Linked DNA regions of Sus scrofa: region 2 is linked to region 1. A link is a contact called in public targeted proximity ligation data. All regions are on one chromosome and are shown on one strand. The core of a region is the stretch at or near the end of the contact, and the rest is flanking DNA. Distances in the headings are between cores, read along the strand shown.

Region 1 (4,257 bases), core at 1,051-3,550:
GACAAAGAAACATATATTGAGTGAAGAAGAGTCTGAACAATAAAGTTCGCACTTAGAATTTTCTTGAGACATGCAACTCTGTATTGTGAGTTTCCTTCATATACAACATATTATGCTAAATTATGTAATTCCCCCCAACAGAAATGAGTGCAAACCCTCTTGATAACAATGGGATTGAACCAGGGGCATTTGAAGGGGTAACAGTGTTCCATATCAGAATTGCAGAAGCAAAACTGACCTCAATTCCTAAAGGTTTGTATTTATACAGTATTTTTCTTAATTGTCATTTAAAAATTATCATTAAATATAATGTTGTAAACTGTACTCATTGTCAAAACTACACTGCAACTAGAATCCTTTTAATCAGTATATCTGGTCAGTGTAGTATGAAATGTAGTATCTTCTCATGTACACAAAGAGCCACATATAGTGTTTCTGTTTTGTTTTCTTTCTTTCTGTTTATTGCTGCACCTACAGCATATGGAAGTTCTTGGGCTAGAGGTCAAATTGAAGCTGTGGCTGCAGGCCTATGCCATAGCAAGCAGCACTGGATCCAAGCTGCATCTACAACCTATGCTGCAGCTTATGGTAATGCCAGATCCTTAACCCACTGAGCAAGGCCAGGGATTGAACCCATATCCTCATGGGCACTATGCCAGGTTCTTAACCCACTGAGCCACAAGAGGTTCTCCAGTGCCTTTTTTTTTTTTCTTTTGGTCAGTATGAAACCAGAATCTTTCTTCCCCAGTGAAAACAAACATTAAGAATCAATCAACTTTTTATTTTCTGTCTCCTTCCTGACATTTACTCATCTACACTTGTCATTCTGTGAAGTGTCTGTTAAAGGTAAGAATTCTGTAGAGAATAAAGCAGAGGAAGATGCAGAGAGCTAGAGATGGATCCTGGCTCTGGCAGGGATGGGTGTACACTCTGGGCAAGGCGCTCTACATCCCATTTTTTTCCACGGGGTGCTGTGATTAATGTGCGAATGCACAGAAGAATGTGAAGACAATGTCGGGCACAAGGTAAAAAGCCCACTCATAACATAACCAATACCAGGAGTACCTCGCTCTTTACACTACACATGACCTGAAGCTAGTGCCTCAAAGTAAAATGCTTCTTTTTTTTTTTGTCTTTTTGCTATTTCTTGGGCCGCTCCCACGGCATATGGAGGTTCCCAGGCTAGGGGTCTAATCGGAGCTGTAGCCACTGGCCTACGCCAAAGCCACAGCAACGCGGGATCCAAGCCGCGTCTGCAACCTACACCGCAGCTCACGGCAACGCCGGATCATTAACCCACTGAGCATGGGCAGGGACCGAACCCGCAACCTCATGGTTCCTAGTCGGATTCGTTAACCACTGCGCCACGACAGGAACTCCTAAAATGCTTCTTAAGTTTGCCACTGGAGCAGTTTTTTAACATTGCTTCCAAGCTCCCAGTCTGATGATTAACTAGATAGGATTTGCCTTTCTTTGAACTTAGGTTCAGAGTCCTCCTCCCTGACAAGGTCTCTTTCTCTCCTATGCTAACTACCTGGATCAAAAATAACACCATGATTAATAACATATTTTCCTTTCAAACAGCCCTGTCTTTCAGTATCCATAGTAAAAGCAGCAACAATCTCTTTTCTTCTATTTCATCATAACCCCTTTTCTACTACTCAGCTGATCCAGATTAACAAAACAAACATAAGCTGATAATTTAAAAGATAGTAAAGCTATTATTAATCAAGCAAAGCTACTACTATTAACCAATCTTTCATGTAGGAGAAAAATCATCTAAAGTAAAAGTGGAAAGACAATTTTTTTTTTAATAGCCGCACCCATAGTATACAGAAGTTCCCAGAACAGCAGCAGCTACAATCAGTGACACAGCTGTGGCAATGCCCAATTCTTTAACCCACTGCACCAGGCCGGGGATTGAACCCACATCTGCAACGACTTGAGCTGGGATTCTTATCCCACTGCACAACAGCAGGAACTGCAGACAAATTTTTTAATATAGGAAAAATCAGCTTAATTCAGAACTATAATTAAAAAACATCTTAATTTAGTTTTCCAGGAGGTAGGTGTTTTTCTAGAAGAAACCTAAAATGTTATATTTGCCTTCTAATCTTTAGAACAACAACAAAAACAATACATACTCTACCTAACAAGTTAAATAAAATCCCATTCATATGGTGGAACCTGATACAGAAAGGAGGAACAGGAAGAGGTCCGGACAGGGTAAGGGAAGGTAACTAGTGCTACCCCAGAGCTGTGACTTAGAGGCCTATCACTGCTCTGTATGTTTATACCAGCAGCTTCTTATGCTACAAAACATCCGCAGTACTTGAAGTTTCAAAGTTTATCTTAAAGAGAAAGTTGCACTCCTCATGAAGTTCTCAAGATTCTTCCAAAGCCTAAAGGAGTACTTTGTGTCCTTAGAAATTTAAATTAGAATCAAATTTCTCAGTTTACATAACTACTCTCTCAAGATCCCTATAACATTCAAAAGCCAGGGTTTTTTTGCTTTTATGACTTATCTGCTCAAATGTTAAGGCTGTCTCAATGTTCACTACCCACTGTGATAGGATGAATTAGGCAGAAATTCAAAGGGTTCATACCAGACCTGACGAGTTAACATAAGGAGGGCGAAAAAATGTTTTCCTTCCTAGTCATTTGGAAAATTCTGTCATGCAATAATACTGTATGAAGGGGAGGAGAGACCTGTTTGAAGAAAGGGTAGGAACAGAAATATCTGTATGAAAGTACACTCTGTGTGCTGGCAGTCTTTCAGCTTCTATTTAAATCCATATGACAGAACAGTCCCCTTACATTCTACAAACCCTCATCCAAGTTTTCCTGACTCAAGTTTTCTTTGACTTGCTATATAGCATATAGCAATAAGCTGGCACAGTCTATATTTTTCTAGTGATTTTTGTATATATGATTGATTTGCTCAATTAGTATTCAAGGTCTTTGAAGACAACATTTTCTTTTATATATTGAAGTGAGTATACAGTCATTCTTTTTTTTTTTTTTGTCTTTTTTTGTTGCTATTTCTTGGGCCGCTCCCGCGGCATATGGAGGTTCCCAGGCTAGGGGTTGAATCGGAGCTGTAGCTACTGGCCTACGCCAGAGCCACAGCAACGTGGGATCCGAGCCTCGTCTGCAACCTACATCACAGCTCACGGCAACGCCGGATCATTAACCCACTGAGCAAGGCAGGGACCGAACCCGCAACCTCATGGTTCCTAGTCGGATTCGTTAACCACTGCACCACGACGGGAACTCCACAGTCATTCTATAAATACAATTAAGCTCAACTGATCAGTATTCAAGAAATTTGAACATTCTCAGTTTGTTTGTTTGTTTTGCTTTTTAGGGCTGCACCTGAGGCATATGGAGGTTCCCAGGCTAGGGGTCTAACTGGAGCTACAGCTGCCGGCCTATACCACAGCTCATGGCAATGACAGATCTTAACCCACTGAGCAAGGCCAGGGATCAAACCTGCAACCTCATGGTTCCTAGCCAGATTCACTTCTACTGCACCATGAGGGGAACTCCAACATTCTTAGTTTAGAATTATTTTTCCTGCTCTCTACTTGACTCATTTTTAAAATTCAAAGTACATTCTGAAATCAACATAAATTCAGGCATGATGAGTACTGATATTCATAAGGATTCCTCAATTACCTTCAAAAGTCTTTACTACTAAAAAAGTAAGGAAATATTGTAGCAAGAGTTGAAAAAAAGAATGCTTTTCCTACCTAGCTAACAGGAACACTTGATTAAAAAATAATACCCTATGTGTAGGATTAATACAATGAGATCTGACTGAATTTTCTGGTTAGTCTCTGTCATTCCAGCTTCAGTTAATCTAGGGAGGGCTTGGGTCATAACACCCAGGTGTGAGAAGATGCAAACTTTCACAGGATATCTGACATGTGCCAGGTATGCTGCAGATGCTTCTCTTAATTTCTGCAGAAACTATTATTGCTTATTAAAAAGAATAAGTACTGCAGAGGATCAGACATATCAAATGGGGTGAAAGTCAATGTGCTTGTAATAAAAAAATTCATTAGTCACCCTTGAGCAATGTACTAATTCGTCAGTTGAAAAAAAATCAAGCATTTATGCTGCTTTTTCTATAAAAACTGTATTATAAAGTAACTAAATAATTAAAGAAGGAAAATTCTTTAGAGAAGACTACCACCTAATAAATGCATAAAGAATGTCAAAATCAGAAAATCACCATTTTCCCATTCTTAAGGA
Region 2 (4,257 bases), core at 1,017-3,516, 140 kb before region 1:
GAGCATGAGTCTCTCACCAGACATGGGAAAAGACACATAAAGAGAAGTCTGTTCTCAACATTTTATCCATTTGGCTGTTGAATGGCCAGATCTACTTTCTACTTTTTTGTAGGTTTTGTAATACTTGGCTCATGATAAAGTAACGTTTCAGCATTCGTTTACACTACTGGGACGTGGGGAATATCAAGCACATTTTCTACATAATTGCTTTTCCATCTTTTTGCACTTTAACTCCCTCTCGTCTGGTGAGCTAGTGGGTGTCATGGTAGGTATTTTTCTTGCAGGAGTTTCAAACACTAGTGCATACAGCTGGCACAGACAGAGATGGGACACGTACACATGCAACAAATGGGTGCTCATTGTGAGCTAGGATGAGGGATTTTGGGTCTGTGTATTCTGAAATTTCTCTTTTGCTTCTAGCTCCGATCAAAGACCCATTGTCCCTTCATCGAGATCCAGGTTTGCCTTCTCTGTGTCTGTGCTGGACCTTGACCTCAAGCCCTACGAGAGCATCCCTCATCAGTATAAACTGGATGGCAAGATAGTCAATTACTATTCAAAGACTGTACATGCCAAAGATGCCACCCTGATGTCAACCAGGTTCAAGGAAAGCGAAGATTGCACATTAGTTCTCCATAAGGTCTAACTTTTTTTCCTGTAGTGTCTTTGAAACTTGAACATAGAATGTGAAGGTTGAATGATAGAGCTATTTCCTCTTGTGCTGGGTGACTTTTGGCTGTGAATGTTCTTGCTTTTCAACCCCTGTTCGGGCAGGACTGCCTTTGGGAGACACAGAATGGAAGAGCACTAGGAACATCTTCCGGGACGAGGAATGTTGGGCATGAGCCCAGCAGTGTGCTGTGTTCCAGGAGGCCTCCCAGGGCAGGTCTCCCTTCCCACCCAGTGCTCACGTCTCATCTCTGAAAAGCCTTATTCTAAGACCCAAGGTTTGGATCTCCTACCACCGGAATCCTAATATAGAAAACTTGAATTGTCACATACACCTTACAGTTGGGACTTCTAAGAAAACACGGATACTACTGGAACTTTCCCAGCTGAGTTACCTGGTCACTTTTCTGACACGAACCACATGGCAGCGCAGGTTTAGTGGTTCCTTGCTGGGGAGAGCAGTGAGTTGTTGGTTTGGACATTGGTGCTGAGCAGCGGGCTCAGGGTCCTGTGGACGTGCCCCACGCCTGCCCTGCACAGGGTCGGCAGGGAGTGTGGGACTCAGGGCAAGGGTAGACACCACTTGTGTGAGCACTGACTTTCTCTTTTGTGCGGAATGATTTTGTCTTTAAGTTTAGGGGAGACAGTGTTCTTTCCCACCTGAAACTGCTGCTGTGGAAGCTGGAAGCAGAGCTGCTGTGCCCATGGTGGGTGTCGTGGCTGTGCTCCTGCCAGCTCTGTGTTTCTGGCGTTTTGGGTGTTGTGAAACCTCAGCTACTTCTGCCAGAGCCGGCATCGAGTTTTCCCTCCTCCCCATACTGGTTCCTCCCTCGAGTTTCACTGAGAGGCGTGGTGTTAATGGCCTCAAGTCGTGCCAGGCCACTTCCCCATCAGGGCTGCCCAAGGCCCTGCTTCCAGATGAGCAACTCCTGGCTGGCACCAAGAGGTTCTTGTTGGGGTCACCAAAAGCATGCCCAGCTGCTATGAAAACTGTTGGGAATCTTAGTTTTTTATTTTATGGTAGGTTGTATAGATTATTTATATCATCGTTTTGAGGGACTAATGAAGGCTTATTGTGATATAATATTATTAGTGAAACTATGGAATTGTATGAAAATACTACACAAAAAAATGAGACTATTTTGCTGATTGTAAATTTTTGTGGAGAATTTTGTGATAAATTGAGAATTACGCTTATTTGAATCAAGCCAGCTCTTCTAGAATTTATTCTTCAACTCTGTCCTACCATGTACTTCTTCCTTCTACACTTGGAGGTTGACAAAGATATTCATGTGGCCCAGTCTCTCATTCATGTGGTGTGTGGGTGTGCGGGGGCTTTGTAGAGTCCTGCCTCAGGGGTGTGTGTGGAGCTGCGTGCTCATTGTGGAGGGGCAGCTGCCAGAGCCGCTCTGGCCCGAGGCTCTTCCTTTTTGCTGGCCTGGGGGCAGGAGGGTCTTACCCAGCCCCAGGGTGCCCAAAGGACCTCCAAGTCCCTGCATGTTGAGTTCTGGAGCCCCGGCTTCACAGAGGTAGGCTGGGCAGCCCCCTGTAGCCTGTCCTGGCTGGACCGGCTGGTCTGAAAACAAGCACCCTCTGCCTGGAGGGAAGAGGTGAGGGATGAGCACTGGTGCTAGAGGGTCTTGGCCCAAAGCTCTGCTGTCCTCACACTCCGCCTTGCCCCGTCCCTGAGGCTTCACTCGATGGAAACACTGTTTTCAGCCCTTCTGATTTCAGCTGGCAACTGAGGTCAGTGTAGCACTCAGACCCTGGGGGACTTTAATAAAGACACCCTCTTTGCAGAGGGATGGGGGTGTTAAGGTCCCGTGTGAAGAGACAATGGCGTATTTGCTGTTCTGCTGCATTTTTTAAGCTAAACACTATTTTTTTTTTTTTTTTTGTGGAAGACCAAGAAGGGTGGCTGTCAGAGGACTTGCTGCTGAGAGTGCTGTGCATGCCTCCCAAATGCTGCTTTCCAGAGCTGGGAGGCGAGGAGAGGGGTGTGGCTCCCCTGGGGTGTCTGAGGAATGTCTAAGAAATGAGGCTGCACTGGCAAGAAGCCTCTAAGGTGGGTGACAGGAGGGGGGCTGAGCTTCGAGATGGGGTTCATCCCAAGGCAGGGGCAGCTTCCCACCTCCCAAGATGGATGACCACCTCTGTGCTTCCGCAAATGCTAGGTTTACTTTTAAAAATACACTAGATATGTCACTTGTTTGGTATTTTAAATTTAAATAACTATTTATTTTTCATGTCCTGACAACTTATATATAATGTGCCATAACTGCATAAACATGTTCTAAAGGTAAGGTTTCCAAGTGGAAAAGAGCAAATGTTTATACTCAATAAAATCACACACCTCTAGGTACAGCATCTTACTCCTGTGTAGTTGTTCACTGTGTGGGAACTTGTTCCTCTGTGCAAAGTGATTTTATCAGGCTTTCTAGAGTGGCTTCAATGCCCAGCACACCCAGCAGGGTTCGGAAGCTGAGAGGAGCAGTTTCTATGACTCTGTTCTTGTCCAGTTCCAGGGCTGTAAAGAAAAAAACTGCTGAGAAACTTCCCCGAGGCCCTTCCCTTGTTCCCAGCTGGCCACACTGCATGGGAGGCCAGGACAACCGAATCATAACTGTGAACCAAGCACCTACCTGTGTGCCCAAGGCAGAGATACTGCACTCAGCCCAGGGGGGGCCGTGGGGAGCAGCCCCATGAATGTGCTTTTTTGAGTGGCTACTGACAAAAATATTTTGAAGACTGATGTAAAAAAATAAAAAGCACATTGATAAGATTTTTGGCTTTTGATTCTTGCCACATAAAACCAGACGAGGGAGTTCCTGTTGTGGATCAGCAAGTTCAGAACCCAACTAGTGTCCATGAGGACGCAGGTTTGATCCCTGGGCTTTGCTCAGTGGGTTAAGAATCCAGTGTTGCTGTGAGCTGTGGTGTAGGTCGCAGACGCAGCTCAGATCTAGCGTGTCTGTGGTGTCAGCTGGCAGCTGCAGCTCTGATCAAACCCTTAGCTAGGGAACTTCCATATGCCGTGGTGCAGCCCTAAAAAGATAAGACAAAAACAAAAAAAGAAACATATGAAATAAGTAAGTGTCTCTTGGGCACACGAAAGCTCACCAGAACATCCCTACCTGACAGCGGCGCCTTGGTGAGAAGATCCAGCCTCGGCAAAACCTTCCCTTCTTCATCTATTTGTATCCTCCAAACAATTACCAGTTCAAACCTGAAAGAGGTAAGACAGATACACTGCTAAGTGCTTTGTGAAATCCGGTTAAGAGACAAAGCTGTACATGGCACCCACCGCTCTCCTGCAGGAGAGGCCGCCCCCCGCCCCAGGCAGAAGCTCTGCTCTCCGTCCAGCATCCTTGGAGCTCCTGCCCTTCCCCAAGGTCTCAGACTCCTTTGATCTTCAAGATGTCTACCCGCAGTGAGGAGAAAGTATGGTCCATTAAACAAAAAAAGATGTGTAACATCATTAACAAACAGGAAACAAACAGGAAAATGGAAACTAAGATCAATAAAATACCGCTTTGTACCCACTACGTGTTAGTGTGACTGTACACGTGAAGTACAGGATGCAGAGCA

The links.
Region 2: a targeted proximity ligation map of skeletal muscle shows a contact between it and region 1. A contact is called at or near these places in 2 of 47 Hi-C or Micro-C datasets (embryonic fibroblasts and fibroblasts) and 1 of 2 datasets of targeted methods (skeletal muscle).

What each region holds. Positions count from the first base shown.
Region 1 is chr3:42,171,979-42,176,235 of Sscrofa11.1, reverse strand. The region is part of intron 5 of CENPP (centromere protein P); the gene reads right to left. It overlaps ASPN (asporin), which reads left to right. Exons shown (of 8, transcript NM_001243889.1): 5 at 142-252. Among named protein-coding and RNA genes, the nearest start is that of ASPN, 19 kb to the left of the region's middle.
Region 2 is chr3:42,307,195-42,311,451 of Sscrofa11.1, reverse strand. CENPP (centromere protein P) reads right to left here. Exons shown (of 8, transcript NM_001315813.1): 7 at 3,804-3,895; 8 at 3,016-3,196. The coding sequence ends at 3,057. It overlaps IPPK (inositol-pentakisphosphate 2-kinase), which reads left to right. Exons shown (of 13, transcript XR_002342483.1): 13 at 421-3,451. Among named protein-coding and RNA genes, the nearest start is that of IPPK, 59 kb to the left of the region's middle.